Regions from separate parts of the Mus musculus genome. Here all the other regions are linked to region 5. Evidence: chromatin contacts called from public Hi-C and HiChIP or PLAC-seq data. All regions are on one chromosome and are shown on one strand. The core of a region is the stretch at or near the end of the contact, and the rest is flanking DNA. Distances in the headings are between cores, read along the strand shown. Region 1 holds the start of Sycp3 (synaptonemal complex protein 3). Region 2 holds the start of Ano4 (anoctamin 4). Region 3 has its middle 33 kb from the start of Ano4. Region 4 holds the start of Dram1 (DNA-damage regulated autophagy modulator 1). Region 5 holds the start of Utp20 (UTP20 small subunit processome component). Region 6 overlaps Ano4 (anoctamin 4).

Region 1 (2,758 bases), core at 30-2,529, 370 kb after region 5:
CCTAACCCCAAATTCCCTGATTCCTTACCTCCTAGTTGACCTATGCCACCTCCTCCTAATCCCCTTGGACAAAGGCCCTAATTCCCTAAACCCCATCTCTAAATTCTCTCAGGCCCACCCCCATTTCCCTAGGCCACAACCCTAATTTGCCAGATCCTACCCCCATTTCCCTAGGCCACCCCCCACCCCGTAGACCACACCCCCTAGTTTGCCAGGCCACACCCCCAGTCCCCTAGGTCCCGCCCCTAATTCGATAGGCCCGGCCCTTAACTCCCAGCTGCCAGCCTCCATTTCCCTTGGCGCGGACCCCAGTTCCTAAAGTCTTGCCTCTAACTTTCCTTAGCCCCTGGCTCCTAGGCCTGGACCCCTAATTCCCTACCGCAGCTTCCTAATCCCTTAGGTCCCAACCGCTAATTCCCTCGTCCCTGACCCTGAGCCCTTAGCCATGACCCCTAGCTCCCCAGGGGCCGCCTTCTGACTTCCTTAGCTCCTGACCCCTAATTCCTTAATTCCCGCAGCTCCCAAACCCCGATTTCCTAGGCCCGCCTCCTAATCCCCTAGGCTGCCATCTCTTCCTTCCCAAGCTTCGGCCTCCAGGTCCCCTTGACCCCTGACCCCTACTTCCCCATTGACCTCCGTTGGCCGTGACCTTTAATTCCCTCAGCCTGACCCTTCTTCCCTAGGTCCGGACCCCTACTTCCCTCAGCCCTGACCCCTAACTCCCCAGCCCTGCTTCCCGACTGCTTTAGCCCTTGACTCCTAGTTCCCTCGGCCCTGCCTCCTAATTGCCCGAGCCCACGACTCCAACTCCCTCAGCCACGACCAACTCCGTCAGCCTGACCCCAGTTCCTTCAGCCCAAACCCCAACTTCCTGCGCCGGACCCCCAACGTCCTGTGCCGGACCCTCGACTGCCTAGGCCCGAACCCCAACTCCCTAAACCCTAGGCCCGACCCCAACTTCCTGCCTGGATGCCCAACTCCCTCGGCCTGACCTCCGCTCCCCTCAGTCCCCGCCTGTCCCCCACCGGCCATGGTTGGCGACTGGCCTGCCTTGGTTGTGGCGCCTTCCCCCCTGGCCGGGACTCCTCCTCTTCCCGAGGCCCAGGCCCACGAAGGCCAAGCCGACCCGGCTTTCACTCCCCCATCTCCTTACCTCAGCGGCTCCGGTGAGCTGTCGCTGTCCCCACACCCTCGAAGCATCTGAGGAAACCTGGCCCTTGGGCAGGAGTAAATACAGTCCGGCCCCGACCAAGCTCTCTGCTGATTGGCTGAACGCCATGGGTACACACACGCTTACGTATAGCCCCGCCTCCTAGCACGTGCTCCATGCCCGTTCTCACGTGGGAGCCAACGGCAGGGACACGATGGGCGGGGCACTTCCATGATGGACACCTCACCTCTACCCTGAGAAGCAGCACTTTCCCGCTGTTCCTTCCTTCGCTTTAGGAAGTCTTATCCACAGCACACCCGACTCTCCCATCCCACCTGACCTGGCCATCTTTGCTCATGGATCCTCATTCACACCTATATGGAAACTATAAATTATCCATCTTCCCGTTTCCTGATGTCTTTGTTTGATTCTTTGTTGTTTTCTGATACGGAGTCTCAACTCTAACCCAGGCCGACTTCAAGCCCCATGGTAATCTTGCCATAGCTTCCTAAATGCTGGGATTATAGGAGTAAACCATAGCCGATTTACATTTTCTGAGTTTCGATAACACATATAGTCTTTAATATAGCAATACATCATAGTTTTCTTTATGCCTGAGCATTGCAATAACGAAAAAATTCAACATTTAATATAATATTCTGCAACTCACTTTTTATTCATTATTGCTATAAGAACCGCTGTTATTATAGATAGCCAGGACTAACATGCAAACAGGATTTATGGTACAGCAGTCACTAGAACAGAGTTTATAAGGTTTTTTATGCTAGCTTTTGATTTCTGAGTTTTTTCTGTGTTCATTTTCATATAAAAAATCATCATTACCTTGAGTGCTAAAAAATCATTCCTCTACAAGTTCCATGAGTCATTAAGTTTTTAAATATATTTTTAAAAATATTTTAATTAAAATATTTAAAAATATTTTAATATTTAAAATTTTAAGAAAAAATATTACCTTTTCTATAGAAACTGATGTCTCATAATTTATTAAGAAGTGTGTGCTCAGGGCCGGGCCTTGGTTGGCACACACTTTTAATCCCGGGAGTTCAAAGCCAGCCTGGTCTACAAAGTGAGTTCCAGGACAGCCAAGGTTACACAGAGAAACCCTGTCACGGGGAGAAAAAAAAAAGTGTGTGCTCAGAAACGGAGGAGGAGTGAATGGGGGAGGGGGAGGATTGGGAGGAGAGGAGGGAGGAAGAGTAACATATGAGAGAAGGATAAATAAAACATTTTTTTAAAACCGTGTTCCCTCCCTTTAATGACTGTGTCATACATATATCATGTCCCTGTTAGCTTTATGTCAAGAAAAATTTTGCTAGAACAACTGTACATATACAGCTCTCAGGGAAAAGGCTTTTGCCAATGCAAATGAAACAGCTCTGCTCATGCAGGCAGAAGTTTCCTTACTCTGTTTAGGCAGGGGAGGTTGCCCCAGTAGGTGTTACAGCTCTGCTGGGAAAGGTATCCTGGCAGTGGAGATTCAAGAAAAACCACAAAGTCACACTACACAACAGACCTCACACAAGAGATTTACTGGGAGGGAAAAATCCAGGAAGGCGGCTGCTTCTGTTATGGTGAGAAAAAGCAGGG
Region 2 (2,700 bases), core at 54-2,553, 430 kb before region 5:
CATTTTTGTGGCCTCCGGCTATGCTTCACTCTGAAGCCTGGCTAACTGCTTCGAGTGTACCCCCCATCTTTAAAATAATTAATTAATTAGTTAATTAACATCCCAAAGGCTGCCCCCTCGAAGTCCCCCTCACAGAGTCCCTCTCCTTAAGCAGTGATCTTCCGACTCCTCTGTGTCAGCCTGCAGTTTGCCCATGGCTGGAAGGCATCACAGAATGTCCAGCCTCTAAGAGAAAAGAGAACTATAATTAGAAACACAGCATCACATAAAAACGCAGCCTCCTATGTACTCCTGCCTGGAGAAGGGAACTGGTCCTTCTGCTAAGAAAGTAGCCTTAAACAGTCTTCCAAAGTTAGAAAATCTGGAAGTTTCCTTCTGACCTCGCACTAAGTTAGCATTTAGCCTCAGAAAACACTTTCTGGTCCAATTTAATCATCACAGGCAATCACAGCTTAAGATGTGTGCCTCCAGCCTTCCAGGCGCAACATGATACAAGAATGGTTTTAGAAAAAGACAAATAGTCAAAGTGTAGACTTATTCTTCACCCACCATGAAGGCCTGGGCTCCTTTCTGTTAGTGTAGATTGTGGTGTCTCACTTTAGTGCTTATAAATTAATACTGTTTGCCCAGAGTATGAATTGCCCTGTCTTAAATCATGGGTGATTTAAGAGTCGTCAAAGAGAAACATAAACTGTCCTTAGAAACTTACATTGAAAAACATCTCTATAAAACACCACATGGAAAGTTAATGAAGAAAGATGGAGGGGTCAAATTCCTGAAGAGACCTCTAATCCTTTTCTGTTTAAATTTTTCCCATGATTGTGGAAAGCCCTATTCCTGACTCTCTCAACCTACACTCCCGTCATAGAGAGGCACAGGTCCAGAGTGCCATTTTTGAACTGGTGGTGACCTTGTGGAGGGTCCTGTCAGAGCTGTCTGATGTGTGAGAAGTCACTAGCCAAGACTCACGTCCACTCTGGCTTCCTGCAGAAAGAGCGTGGTGGTGGTGGTGGTGGTCTGCCTTGGGAAGTTGCTGAGTGGCCCACATAACTACTGGGCTTTGGGAATCGACAAACAGCAAGCAAATAGAGACTGGGGAGAGGGCAAGCTGCCAATCCTGCCAAACTTCTGTTGCTGGCAGGGAGCTGTCCTGCAGCTCCCAGGACTGCCTGTCATCTGCACTCTCTTGTCACACTGACAACAGCCCCCTGGTTAGGCTGATTGGTTGCTGGCAATAACTGATATGGAATACTGATGTGCTCACCGGCACTTCCTTCCACTCCAAAGAGGCTCCTTCCCTAACCCAAACCTTGCTTTCCAAAGCCTAGCCTGCTGCCCCCGCCCCCCTACCCCATGCCGCCCCTGCACCCGGTGGGGAGGACCTGTCCTGGGAGTGATGCTCTGAGACTGTGGTGAAATTGGTCCCCGGCTGGCTGCTTTCACTCCGGCTTGCTTGCTCTCCGGAGAGTCCTGTTCCAGACTTCTCGGGGGTTTTACAGCACAAACAACTGCATGCGGGCTGGAGGGGAGGCTGAAAGGACTTGTGTGTGGAGAGCTTTGCTGCCTCCCATCACTTTGCCGAGGTTCGTGGTGAATTTCTGTCTACCACAGACACCGAGGAAGGATCCTTTCTCCTTCTGTTGACTCTTTCTATTTTTATGGTAAGTGCTTGCCTTGAATGAGCTGTTCTGCTGCAGTGAAAGGATTGCTCCTTCTCTTCCCGGCTTGCCTTAGTGACCTTCCTTCTGCATTTCTTCCGTTCTCCTGGTCGGTTTTTTATTTTTCCCCCCCTGGAGGGACCCAGTGAACTGAAATGCCTGGGGTCATTTGTCTGCATAGTCTGTCTTTGATTTATTTATTTCTTCATAAGCCCGAGCCCTCCGGCTATGACAGAAACCTAAGTGCTAGCTCTCTTTGTCCTTGAAGCAGCAGCTAGGCAAATGTGTTCTCCACAGCAAACTGCAGCAGTGTGCAGGGGATCTGTGCAGGCTGGCTGATAGATTCCAGCGAGAGAGGATTCCTCAGCATCCTAAAGGGGTACCCCGTCAGAACCTGGAGGGACCAGGGGCGACTTGCCACATGCCAAAGACTTCCATCTTCCCAGCTGAACCCGGGCACACACGTGTGAGTTATGTCAGAGTCTGTATGGGCAGCTGTGTGTGCTTTAAACATCTGCTGGTGGGTCCAGAATGGCCCCGTGTCTGACGGGGTTTACAACTTGGGCAGGAACATTAGCAGCGAGAGGAATCCTGCGCTGGGAAGACAAGTAGATTGCATGACCTCATCGCTTCTGAGTCTCAGGGCACCCAGTTCTGCAAACCGCGTTGTGAAGCTGCTTCTTCGGAGGGTGGTGGGGAGGGACAGTAAGAACATTGTTTTTGGAGTTGACAACATAGTTTCATCTTCCTGCTGAGAGATAAAAGCTCTGAAGCTATTGGAATGATTAGACTTTTCCAAGAGAAAATAAGCAGCTTTCCAAAAGAGACCATGTGCTTGGCAGGTTAATTATTCCGTGGCAGGCTTCTTAGTGTTCTCATTTCCCACCTGGCATCCCAGGTTGGCTGTAAAGAACTCTGCAACTTGAAAAGTCTGTTACTGGATGCCTCAGGGAGCCCAAAGGAAACCCAAAGTGTCTGGAGTCTCACCTTGCTGAACTTGTGCACTGCAGGAGTCCTTCTGTATAGGGAGCCTTTCCTTCCT
Region 3 (2,700 bases), core at 29-2,528, 460 kb before region 5:
TCTATGTACTGAGTAAGCACTTGCTGTATGCCTTGTGAGCTGTAAATATATTTGTCAAACTATGAACCGACTAAGCTGTGATTATTTTATTATTATTGCTGAGGCTAGAGCCCCAGGAGAAACTGAGACTTGACTCAGTCATATCATTTCCTTTACCTTTCTCCTGTTATCAGAGATGCCAGGAAGAGCGGGGCAAAGCTCGGGTGATGGAGATTTATGGTCAGTGTGGGTCAGCTGACCGGGTAATTACCCCAAATCCTCCACATGGCTAATGGATGAGACCCACACTGCTTCCCTTCTTTTCTGCATGCCAAATCACAACTCAAGTAAACACATACAGTGTTTTTTGTTTCCGTATACATTTATTAGGATAGCCACTGAATCTGAGCTGCAGGCCAAGGTTGTGCTATGCCTTTTTAAACCCAATCCATGATGGAACAGTCTAGCATCCAATTGTCTTGGACACCTTCCCAGAGACTGTTCCGGGTCCTTCCCCATAGTGCTAAAGCTTTCCTTTCTTTTATGCCTCCATATGAAGACTTTCTTTCTGTTCCACTGTGCCAATTTGTTTTCTGAATAATTTTCTTTTGATTTATTTTTATTCATGTAAGACATTTTATTATGAAATATTTTAGCTATTTAATTTTTAATATTTAGCTATATTTTAGCTCAAAACTACTAAAAAAACAAACTACTATCCAAATTGAATAATGTTCTTCTATGCACTTTCTGTCCAGACTATAAGAGAACCCAAGTCAAGTAAAATTAAAGACTCAACTCAGACAAAACTTTAAGTGTCACCTGAGGTGTGCTGGTCCAGGTAAGGAGGGGACAATCAAGGCCACAATTGCTAGTGCCTTTGATGTCTGACCATATGACACCTTCTCAGTGGAGAAACACGGCTTCCCTGGCAAGGGCCAGAGACAAGGCAGGTAAATAATTCGAAAAAATCCTCTACCTGAAACATCTGTGTGAAAGTTTAGAGATGTCTGGAGATGTGAGGACTGGGTGTAAGAGCTAGTCTCCGGCTGTAGGTGGTACTGCAGTCAAAGGAAAGCACAGCTGGGCCTCCTGCTTAGCCTGCCGAGGTCTCAGTCCCTTCTGGAACCTTCTCTTTAATTTCTCCCGTATTCAGACATTAGACAAAGGAGGAGACGTGGCTCTGGTATGGAGATGTCCTGAGCCCCAAGCTGGGCCAGACCCAATGTTAACCTGTGCACTCATAGCTCATGATAACCAGTTTCCACACCAGCAGGAAAGTGGAGAGTTCCTGCTTGGTTGGTTGATGTAGTGTCCAGAGCACAGCATGTATCCCGAGGATGTTCATCCAGTGACCCAAATGTTGCTTTCCATTGAGTCATCAGAACAGCCATTTGGGAAGCCATGCGAGGTACTGAGTTTTCTCTTACAGATGAGAAATCTGTGCGCATGAGTCTCGGTGAGATTCAATAACTTGCCTATGACATATACCCAGTCAGCAGAGATGCTGAGGTGTGAACCAGGTTCCTAGGGCTGTAGAGTTCCTCTAAAACATGCTCCCGTGGCTTCCCTGTAGCATTCTGTACGTATCATGCTTCACTGGGAATTTACTTGCTATGATTTTTGTTCGATTTCAGCATATGATCTCATTTCAGTAAGTCCTCATGGCCAGAAGAGTGTGAAATCACTGAATCAGAAACCCACTGGCCTGGGAGCACTGTCAGGGTCAATCCCTGCCTTATATCCTACTAGGTAATCGCCCACCCCTTGGTCTGAAGCAGTTTATCCATAACGCATATAAGATAAGAAAACATGTAAATGCATACTGCTACTTCACACTGAGGCGTAAGTCCCTCTGGAGGTATCTGTTAAATGGTTAAACATTCAGTTACCCAGACCCCTTGTACATTATGCCTTTTCTTCCCCCACAGGTTCATATAGGAGTTACTGATTGTGTACAGTATATTTCAGCTTTAATTCACATGACTTCATTTGGGTGCTTTATTGTAGATCATGTGGGCTTTAGGGAACTGGTCTTGAATTTGATCACCCTTACAATACTGCCCTTTAATCCACCCATAAATCTCCCTTACAGCAATGGAGTGCATGCCAGGTCCACACATAACCTGAACACACAAGACCCAGGGACATATTTGATTGACAATCTTCTGAGGAGACCTTAGCTGTGGGCTGCATTTAAACTGTGGGAAGCCCCCTGACAACTGTGAATGGCTAGGATAACTACAGGTGACCACTTTTGTCCATATGCTTCCTTGAGATAGCACTTAACCAAATGTGTTTTAGAACCAAGAGTTCAGATTACGCCTAAAGGTAAAACTCACACTGTTGGTCACTGTTATTGGAGGATAATCGTTGAGTCGGGCAGCCATTGTTGATAGTGGATGAGTTTGTGGAAGTGCTTGCTTGATTATGTGATCACAATCATAGCTATATGCAGAAAGTAGCCTATCTGGCAGGAACACACATTAAAGTGAGTACAAAAAAAAGTCAAATTGCCTTATCTTTTTAAAGAAAGAAATATACTGAGACAGAATGAAATTTTGATAAAGCCTTTAGTTTCATTAAAATTAGAACTATTTTTTTTAATGTCTTGGAGACAGAGCAAAGTAAACCCGTTTTAGAGGGAGACAGCTAGAAAGTCAGATTCTGTCTGGTTCTTTCTTAAGTCCCAGCTCTATAGATGATTTTTTTCCCAGAGAA
Region 4 (2,700 bases), core at 107-2,606, 470 kb after region 5:
CATGGGATGGTGCTGCTTGCTTGAAGTTAAGCCTTTTTGGGAAATGCCTTCAGAGACACATCCATGGTGTGTTACATTAATATTCTAGGTATCTCCTAATATCATTAAGTTGGCAATTGAAATGAATCATCATTATGCTGGCTTTCCTCAAAATTAGCATATTCATTGTAATTAACAAAAATCCCTTAAGTAGTCTGCATTTGTCTTTGGGTATACAGCTTTACCTTGTATCTTAGTCAGGGTTTGTATTCCTGCACAAACATCATGACCAAGAAGCAGGTTGGGGAGGAAAGGGTTTACTCAGCTTACACTTCCACATTGCTGTTCATCACCAAAGGAAGTCAGGACAGGAACTCACAATCCCTGTAGGCTATTCCCTAGCATGGTATGGCACACAAGGCACATTTATGTGGCTGAGATGAACCTGTATTAGGTCATCTATGGCCAAAAGTGGGCTCAGAATTCCCAAACTATAGCTCAGACCCGCAGAGCTGGCCAGTGCTTCAGGAACACCAATTGGTTTGGTTTAGGTGGTGTCTGGCTGGGTGGATCTGAAATGGATCAAGTCATCTTGTCTTGCTGCTAGGAAATAAATACTCCAAGTAGAATTGGTGGGAACAGATATATACTCCAAGTAGCTTTTGGTGGGTGGGCCAGGGCTGGATCCAACCCTTTCTGTCACTTGCCTGAATTAGATCCTTTGTCCATTCTAGGCAAGTGCTCTACCATTGGGCTAAATTTCCAGCTCTTTAGAGGGCGGCTCACTAAGCTGCGAATTCAGACCTTGAACTTGTGATCCTCCTGCTTCAGCCTCCTTAGTAGCCAGGCAGCAGGGATGACAGACTTGTGCTATCAGGCCTGGTTACTATGCGATTTGGCTTTCCCGCTGCTTATCACAAAGGTGTATGTGACGTCCATGCCCAGTGGCCCAAACACCACTGAGCCCCTTTGCCTGAACCCCAGAACCCATAGCGGGACCCGATGGGGTGCGCATCACTGGTGGCCAAGGCTCTGGAAGGAAGCTCAGTGGGTGCTGGAGAGAGAGGCTCAGAGGAAAAACCCCCAAGGGAAGGAGGAGCTGGGAATCCAGCCAGTTTGGCGGGACTTGCCCAAGAGCTGGCCAGCCTCGCGGGGTCCCGCGTCTCCCGCCGCACCCACCCGTCGCTGTATCAAGCAAAAGCGAAAGGAAGCCGAGCGGTCCCGCGTGGCGTGGCGTGGGCGGGGAGGTGGCTGCGCGCTCTAGCTCCGCGGGACCAGGCTGCCGCTTTGTGACTTCACCGGTTTCGCAACAAGCCAGGACCGCCCGCGCCCCACCCACCCGGCTGCCCGTCCGCCCTCCGCCCTCGGGTCTCTGAGCGCTTCCCTCCCTCCGGGGCTGGGCCTGTCCCGGCCGTCCCGGAGTCTCTGTCCCGCCGCGCCGTTAGCTGTCTGTGTCTTGGCCACCGCCTCCAGGCAGTCCGCAGCAAGCCAGCTTCTTGGTCCGACGAGCTCAGCGCCCTCTCACCGCGATGCTGTGCTTCCTCAGGGGAATGGCTTTCGTCCCCTTCCTCCTGGTGACTTGGTCGTCCGCAGCCTTCATCATCTCCTACGTGGTCGCGGTGCTCTCTGGGCACGTCAACCCCTTTCTCCCCTATATCAGGTGAGGGGCAAGAGGAGCGTGAGGGAGGGACCAGGTGAGCTGAGAGGGAGGGAAGGCGTGCAAGCCAGGCATGGGTAGTGGAAATTCTTGAGGTAGTGGAAAGGTGTGACAAGATAATCTCTGGGATCCCCGGGCAAGTTTAGAGAGTCAGGAAGCACGTGTGGGTTCTGCCTTTAATGAGAAACAGTGCTCAGAGCCGCGCATCAAGCAGACAGCTAGACAGCTGGTGGCACCTTTAGACCTGGGGTATGGGATAAAATCTTGGGGAGAGCCTTCTTTGGTGACACTCAGACAAGGAGAGTTCCTAAGATACCATTTATTGTAAGTAGATCCAGGCATGTGGCAAACCGCTCACTTATTTCTCTTCCCAACAACTCCTGGCTCCTCCCCTCCCTCCCTCTCCCCCTCTCTGTCTCTGAGACTGGATCTCCCTATGTAGCCCAGGTTGGCCTGAAGTCTAGGGTGGTATACACAAGTCTACCTTCTTCTGCTTCTCTAGTGCTGGGATTTAAAAGTCTTCACCACCACAGGGGGCTCATTTCTAACAGCTAAAATTTCTTTTCCATGAAAGAAAATGGAGGTTTAAACTGGTGGAGATACACCAGTAGGTCATTGGCGTAAAAGCAACCCTGGACCCCTTGTGCCAACAGCAGCACCTTTAGGATGGACCTGCCTCATACTCCTCTGGACCTGGTGCCTCTAAAGTCAGAGTCCTCAAGTTGTCAAAACCTGTGAAGTTTCTTGCCCTTATTTATTACTTTGTTTCCTACTTAGTCTCCGTCTTTCCTGAGGGTCCTTTATCCACAGCTGGGACAACAGCTTGATCCTCCTTTTTTGTTTATTAGATATTTTCTTCATTTACATTTCAAACCCTATCCCCAAAGTCCCCTATACCCTCCCCCCACCCTGCTCCCCAACCCACCCACTCCTGCTGCTTAGCCCTGGCATTCCCCTGTACTGGGGCATATGATCTTCAAAAGAAAGGCCCTCTCCTCCCATTGATGGCCGACTAGGTCATCCTCTGCTACATATACAACTAGAGACACGGCTCTGGTAGGGGA
Region 5 (2,700 bases), core at 64-2,563:
GCTCTTTGAGTTTGAAACCCACTTGGGCTACAGTGAAAGGATGGCCAAGGCTATACAAAAAAACTTTGTCTCAAAACAAAACAAAACAAAACTCATGGGGACAGAAAATATAAAATGATGATGGATTGGCCAACCAAACCCAGTTCAAAAGTCATGGGAACTGTTTCATGATTTGAAGAAATACCCAGAACTCCCATGGATTAAAATGGATTACAATGGGAAAGGTAATAAATGGAGGCAAAGATATCTTGATTCACTGTATTCTACCCATGATGGGCTCTGACTACTCACAAGCCAGGCTAGGATGAAATCTTATCTCAAGGACTTTGCACTTGGACCTTCCTCCATCAATTTTTGTGCAAATAACTCCATGGCTCATCGACTGTACACACACACTCTCTCTATATATATGATTAAGAGCTGTAGGATCTAGCTTAGTGGTAGAGCTGCTTCCTGGCATTCGTGAAGAGCCAGATTTTATTTTCTAGTACTAAACTAAAACCTGGACCTCGGAGTCTGCGTGTGAATGAAGATCGTCACTTACAAGATGCCCAACTTTGGTTTCCTTGCATGCCAAGGGGGCTTAAAAAAAACAAACAAACATACACTTCACGTTTTGAGTTTATAACCAGCATTACTGTATTATGGGTGGAAACAGCTTTTGATGGTGCACGGTATGTATCGAGCAGCAGTTAATGCTAGGTTGTGACGGTTATGCTTTCTTTCTATAATAAAACCCTTTTATCCTTTTTATTAAAAATTTTCATACAATATATTTTGATCGTGTTTTTCCCTTTCCCAACTCCTCTCAGATTCTCCCAACCCATTCAACTGTACATTCTTCTCTCTTAAAAAAGAAAGAAAGAAAGAAAGAAAGAAAGAAAGAAAGAAAGAAAGAAAGGAAGGAAGGAAGGACGCTGGGCAGTGGTGGCATAAGCCTTTAATCCCAGCACTTGGGAGGTAGAGGTAGGCGGATTTCTGAGTTCGAGGCCGGCCTGGTCTACACAGTGAGTTCCAGGACAGCCAGGATTAGAGAAACCCTGTCTTGAAAAAACAAAACACCAAACCAAACCAAACCCCACCATCACCACCAATCTACAAAAACGAAAATCAAGACCAACAGGCAAATGACAAATATGACAAACAATGTCCAAAACAAAACAAAACGTCCACAAAAATACCACTGAGTTTGTTTTGTGTTGGCCAACTTCTCATGTAGCAAAAACTGTACATCCGCAAACTGCACGACTGACAATCAGGAAGAGCACGCATGCTCGGCCCGCCTCTTCCGCCCACATGACCCACACATCCTGGCTTTCCAACATGGCGGCGCCCAGCGGCACTAACTACACGTGAGGAAAAGCAGGCACCGGAGCATTGGAGAGTACCGCGTGGGAGTAACTTTCTCCTCCGCAGTGCCCGCGGATCCCTTCCTGTCGTCCTGAGACCCTCGCGGGCCGCTGTCCCGCCGCAGCCATGAAGCCAAAGCCACTTTCGCACAAGACCGAGAACACATACCGGGTGAGCGCGGGAGTTTGGGCCCGGAGCCGCGGTTCGCCCTGCCTCTGCCTGACCAGCTGATCGCCTTAACCCCAGGGCCTGCAAGTCCGGGCAGAGCCGGAATCGCTTGCCCGGGGCTCTGGCGAAAATGGGAGACTATGCCAGTATAAAAAAAAAAAAAAAACATTAGTTCGCAGGGGAGTGAGGAAACTTGAATTCCAGAGTCCGCCTTTTAGCGGTGAGATCTGGCCTGTCTGGGCAACTCCCTTCACTCCAGGCTCAAATTGATTGGCCCAGGGGATCGTCTGCAACCGAGTCCCCCTTCTAACTTTAAAGACTGAACAGAGGAGGGTAGAGCGAGCTGGCAAGTGGCGAATGACTTCTGCTGGCTACTGTTGTACTTTATAATGCCTTTCCAAGCCCTTTTGTAACTGAGTCTGTCTGTTTTTAAAAAATATACCTGTTCCCACAACTTAGCGAGATCCCTGTGCTTTCGGTGTGGTGTGAAAGCGTTCGTCCAGGTTCCAGTCTGTGTGGAAATTGTATTTGATAAAACATAATGTAGGAGGTAGATCGGTTGGTGGAGTGTTTGAATAACATTCAGGGAGCCCTAGGTTGGATCCCCATTAAAAACAACAACAGTTACAACAAAAACAGGTGTGATGGCTAAATGCCTGTTACCCCAGACCTGGGGATGTAGAAGCAAGAGGGTCTGAACTTAAATTTTAAGGTCATCGTTGGCTACATAGCCTGTTCCAAGGGTACTTAAGTTAAAAGAAAAAAGAAATACAGATGAAGTAAGTTATGCAAAAAGTACAAGTATTTATTATCTTCAAGTAGTAACTGCTTTTGTTTAGAGTTCTTACATTTACCTTTTGTGTTTCATAAGTAATAGCTGCTCTTATTTTAAAAAGTTACATATTTTATGACCAATAGAAACCACGGGTCTGAAATGATACGCTAAGGGTACTGTTGTTTGTGGTGATGGTCCAGAGGTTGCTCACTGAAGCTCTAAAACGTTCTGTGTTCAGAATTTGATGTGATTATGGTGTAGTTTTACTCCAGCAGATATCAAAACCTGATAAGCATTGAATGCTAATATGTCTTAAATATGCTTTTTCTCTGCAGTTTCTTACATTTGCAGAGAGACTGGGGAATGTGAACATTGATATTATTCACCGTATCGACAGAACTGCAAGC
Region 6 (2,847 bases), core at 245-2,744, 280 kb before region 5:
GGAGGAAGAGACTAAGGAGCTAGCTGGATTTGGCTGGAATCTAGGAGACTAGGGGAACTCTTACAGGACACAGAGCAAGAAACAAATTAAGTTCATGAGCACTGTCAGGACCTTTGGAGAGGGTAAACCTGGTTGCAATTCCTCCCTAACCTGCCCTTTGCTGTAATACAGCTTAATTTCCAGTATGGAATTATTGGAATTATTTCACCTGTCCATGTTCCCCAAGTTTTTTTTCCTGAAATTCTCCCCTGGTGCCTCTCACAGTTGAAAATGTCTGGGAACGTCAGCCATTCTGTCTTCCAGTAATGAAGTGTTTGGTGTAGGTTCTGTGACTTTGGTGAAAGGAGACCAGGGCTAGGGAGACCATATCCAGTTCCTTCGGCCTGGAAGATGGCCTCAGGGAGTCCCATGACACTTCTGAACGGAGGCTCTGACACATGGCAGGAGGTTCCTGGACACCTACTAGAGCTGCATTGATCCTCACATTTGAGCTTACAACTGAATCCCTCAGGGTGTGTAGGAATAACTTTCCTTTTCCAGCTCCCACATCCCACCTGAGTGCTCCTCACTGTAGACTCTAACTCTAACCACGAGCACCATGGAGAAGGAGCTCCATAGACATATGACCCCAACGTCTCATTAACAAAGTTGACGAGGGTCAGCTGGGAGTGGCAGGAGGCACGACAGTGACATGTTAGAATGGCGGGTCGCATCTCAACAGCACTCTAGGCCAAGACAGTAAGTACCATGTGGAAGAGGTTTTATTGGGAGGGAGACAAGGTGGCTGCAGAAAGAGAAGAGGGGGAGAAGAGAGCAAGGGAGGGGCGTTCTCCTTATTTATATAGAAAATGATGTAATGTAATGCAGGTAAAGGTGGGAGGTGAGCCAAGTGGATTCTGGGAATATAATGCCTGTTGTCTTGGCAACAGATCTGCAGGTTGCGCTGTCGCCTGTGTGATGTCGTAGGTTTGAGAAGTCCTGATGCTAATAGTCAGGATGACTGCAAACAACGTTGAGAAGCCATAAGCTCTCCATCTAACAGAATAGAGGAGGTGTCCCTTCACTTAAGGCTATATGGCCCTATTCTCTGTTACACACAAAAAGATTCCACACTCTATCACTCTAGCACCTGCCTTTGCGATGACTATGGTGGATCTCTTTCTGGGTCTCTGCCTAGGCACACTGGGTAAGTTGCCGGCAGAGTTCTTGATGACACTCACACTTTTGTTCTGATGTTCTGAGTTAATTGTCTCTGTTTACAGCAGAGCTGAATTCCCTCAGCCACATCCTTTAACTTGGGAGTCAGAAGTCTGTATAAGAAAACACTCTCAAGTTGACATTCACTGGGAAGGGAAAGGGCAGATAAGGTGAAAGTTCTTTGCCCCAGAGAATGAAAGTTCCTTTCCTTCCTTCTGCCCCCTACAGTATAAGAGTATTCGTCCTTTATGTGGCCCCTGTCCAGGCACTAATGTCAGCTGGGCTCTCAGCCGGGACTGTGCACTGCACACATTCCTTTATGAATGCATGTTTCAAACCTGTTGGATCCCAGGCCCTCTGCCAGGCACTCATACTCAAAAAGGAATAAATGGCCCAGTTATCTATTGTTGCACAACAAGCAACTCCAGTGTTTGTTGATCAAAACAACAGGCATTTGCTTTGCTCTCAGATCTGCAGTTGGGCAGGGATGCTCAGTGACAGATTCTCTTGGCTCCACCAGACATCACTGCAATCAGTCCCACTAGATCCTAGAGTGGCCCCTGTCCAGGCACTAATGTCAGCTGGGCTCTCAGCCGGGACTGTGCACTGCACACATTGCTTTCTTTCCATGTGTGTTTCTTTCCATGACTGACTGCCTTGTCACATGACCGCCGAAGCCCCAAGGTTGATGTTCATTTCTGCAGCATATCACTACAGCAGTCTCTTTAACTGTGTTGTACTGGTAGAGGCAGAATCCAAATTTAAAGACATAGATTCCACCTCTTGATGGAGTGCACAGGAAGATTCTGGACGAGGGGTTTGACACTGCAAACCCTTGCTGGAAAGTGCAGCCTGCGCTGTAAGATCACGGAGCTTTAGCTACAACAAAGAAACGAAGCATAAAACATAGTCTGGAAAGGGTTTGGGGGCTGGAGAGAAAGCTAAGTGGTTAAGAGCACTGACTACTCTTCCAGAGGTCCTGAGTTCAATTCCCAGCAACCACATGGTGGCTCATCTGTAATGGGATCTAATGTCCTCTTCTGGTGTGTCTGAAGACAGGTATAGTGTACATATACACATAAAATGAATAATTCTTTGAAAAAAAAGAATTTAGCTTGGTTTTTTTTTTGTTCTGAAAACACTAGGGTTATAAGGTGTCTCAGAAGCTAAAAGAATATGCCTTGGGTCTTAAATGAAGAATAGCCACTACTGGGCTTGGCATTCCAGAGGGGAAACACGTGAGATGTACAATTAGCTTGAGATTTCGGCACCCTGGCTGTGGGAGTTCATTTCTCTTCCTAGTGGGACTGTGAATCCCAGGAAAACTACATAGGTTTCCCACAGTCCCTGTATCATTCCCTTATATTGACTTACACGCCATTTATGGGCACAGAACATTTCCCTGTCAATATAATGCATGTCAGATATATTGTTCAGCTAAGCTTTGAGGAGCAGGCTAGCCAGATATGTGATTTTAGTCCCTTGTCTCCTCTGAGTGTCCCTTAGATTCTTCATAAGTGAAGCCCACTTCATTTACTGCAATTTAAACAAATAGTCATCTCAAAGTGTTCTTTCAGGCTAAGAGTTTGATGAAACCACTGATGCAGGAATTCTGACCCTGATGGTCTCCAGGGACTATGATGTTTATCG

The links. Hi-C and Micro-C count contacts between places; a contact is called where the count stands out from the background. HiChIP or PLAC-seq counts read pairs in DNA pulled down with a chosen protein or histone mark.
Region 1: a contact with region 5 is called in an H3K4me3 HiChIP or PLAC-seq map of embryonic stem cells, with 4 times the contacts expected there. The contact joins the promoter of Sycp3 here to the promoter of Utp20 in region 5. A contact is called at or near these places in 3 of 39 promoter capture datasets (cranial neural crest, hematopoietic stem and progenitor cells and hippocampal neurons), 1 of 15 datasets of contacts at CTCF or cohesin (the NIH/3T3 cell line), 1 of 484 Hi-C or Micro-C datasets (embryonic stem cells), 2 of 115 datasets of contacts at active chromatin or transcription factors (both in embryonic stem cells) and 1 of 9 other capture datasets (adipose tissue).
Region 2: an H3K4me3 HiChIP or PLAC-seq map of forebrain shows a contact between it and region 5, with 7 times the contacts expected there. The contact joins the promoter of Ano4 here to the promoter of Utp20 in region 5. A contact is called at or near these places in 3 of 39 promoter capture datasets (cranial neural crest, hippocampal neurons and second pharyngeal arch cranial neural crest), 2 of 484 Hi-C or Micro-C datasets (cortical neurons and ventral hippocampal neurons) and 5 of 115 datasets of contacts at active chromatin or transcription factors (astrocytes, bone marrow-derived dendritic cells, embryonic forebrain and 2 more).
Region 3: a contact with region 5 is called in a Hi-C map of cortical glia, with 2.9 times the contacts expected there. The contact joins the enhancer-like site here to the promoter of Utp20 in region 5. A contact is called at or near these places in 1 of 39 promoter capture datasets (hippocampal neurons), 6 of 484 Hi-C or Micro-C datasets (cerebral cortex, cortical glia, cortical neurons and 2 more) and 2 of 115 datasets of contacts at active chromatin or transcription factors (forebrain and neural tube).
Region 4: a contact with region 5 is called in an H3K4me3 HiChIP or PLAC-seq map of bone marrow-derived macrophages, with 4 times the contacts expected there. The contact joins the promoter of Dram1 here to the promoter of Utp20 in region 5. A contact is called at or near these places in 4 of 39 promoter capture datasets (embryonic stem cells, hematopoietic stem and progenitor cells, hippocampal neurons and 1 more), 7 of 115 datasets of contacts at active chromatin or transcription factors (bone marrow-derived dendritic cells, bone marrow-derived macrophages, embryonic stem cells and 2 more) and 3 of 9 other capture datasets (adipose tissue, embryonic stem cells and macrophages).
Region 6: a Hi-C map of uterus shows a contact between it and region 5. The contact joins the enhancer-like site here to the promoter of Utp20 in region 5. A contact is called at or near these places in 2 of 39 promoter capture datasets (the 3T3-L1 cell line and frontonasal cranial neural crest), 2 of 484 Hi-C or Micro-C datasets (both in uterus) and 1 of 115 datasets of contacts at active chromatin or transcription factors (forebrain).

What each region holds. Positions count from the first base shown.
Region 1 is chr10:88,458,108-88,460,865 of GRCm38.p6, reverse strand. Sycp3 (synaptonemal complex protein 3) reads right to left here and starts at 1,279. Exons shown (of 9, transcript NM_011517.2): 1 at 1,154-1,279. The coding sequence starts at 1,200.
Region 2 is chr10:89,256,393-89,259,092 of GRCm38.p6, reverse strand. It overlaps Ano4 (anoctamin 4), which reads left to right and starts at 1,303. Exons shown (of 28, transcript NM_001277188.1): 1 at 1,303-1,661. It overlaps Gm30769 (predicted gene, 30769), which reads right to left and starts at 1,973. Exons shown (of 2, transcript NR_166107.1): 1 at 1,383-1,973; 2 at 1-225.
Region 3 is chr10:89,289,234-89,291,933 of GRCm38.p6, reverse strand. It overlaps a transcript of Ano4 not described here. Among named protein-coding and RNA genes, the nearest start is that of Ano4, 33 kb to the right of the region's middle. Within about 2 kb of position 1,278, at least 2 of the 459 cell types and tissues checked have an H3K27ac peak or open chromatin away from gene starts, as enhancers often do. A contact at or near this core is called in cortical glia, where this site is marked.
Region 4 is chr10:88,355,731-88,358,430 of GRCm38.p6, reverse strand. It overlaps Dram1 (DNA-damage regulated autophagy modulator 1), which reads left to right and starts at 1,356. Exons shown (of 7, transcript NM_027878.2): 1 at 1,356-1,639. The coding sequence starts at 1,509.
Region 5 is chr10:88,825,427-88,828,126 of GRCm38.p6, reverse strand. Utp20 (UTP20 small subunit processome component) reads left to right here and starts at 1,313. Exons shown (of 62, transcript NM_175158.3): 1 at 1,313-1,521; 2 at 2,629-2,700. The coding sequence starts at 1,477.
Region 6 is chr10:89,102,493-89,105,339 of GRCm38.p6, reverse strand. The region is part of intron 5 of Ano4 (anoctamin 4); the gene reads left to right. Among named protein-coding and RNA genes, the nearest start is that of Gm30769, 150 kb to the left of the region's middle. Within about 2 kb of position 1,494, at least 16 of the 459 cell types and tissues checked have an H3K27ac peak or open chromatin away from gene starts, as enhancers often do. A contact at or near this core is called in uterus, where this site is marked.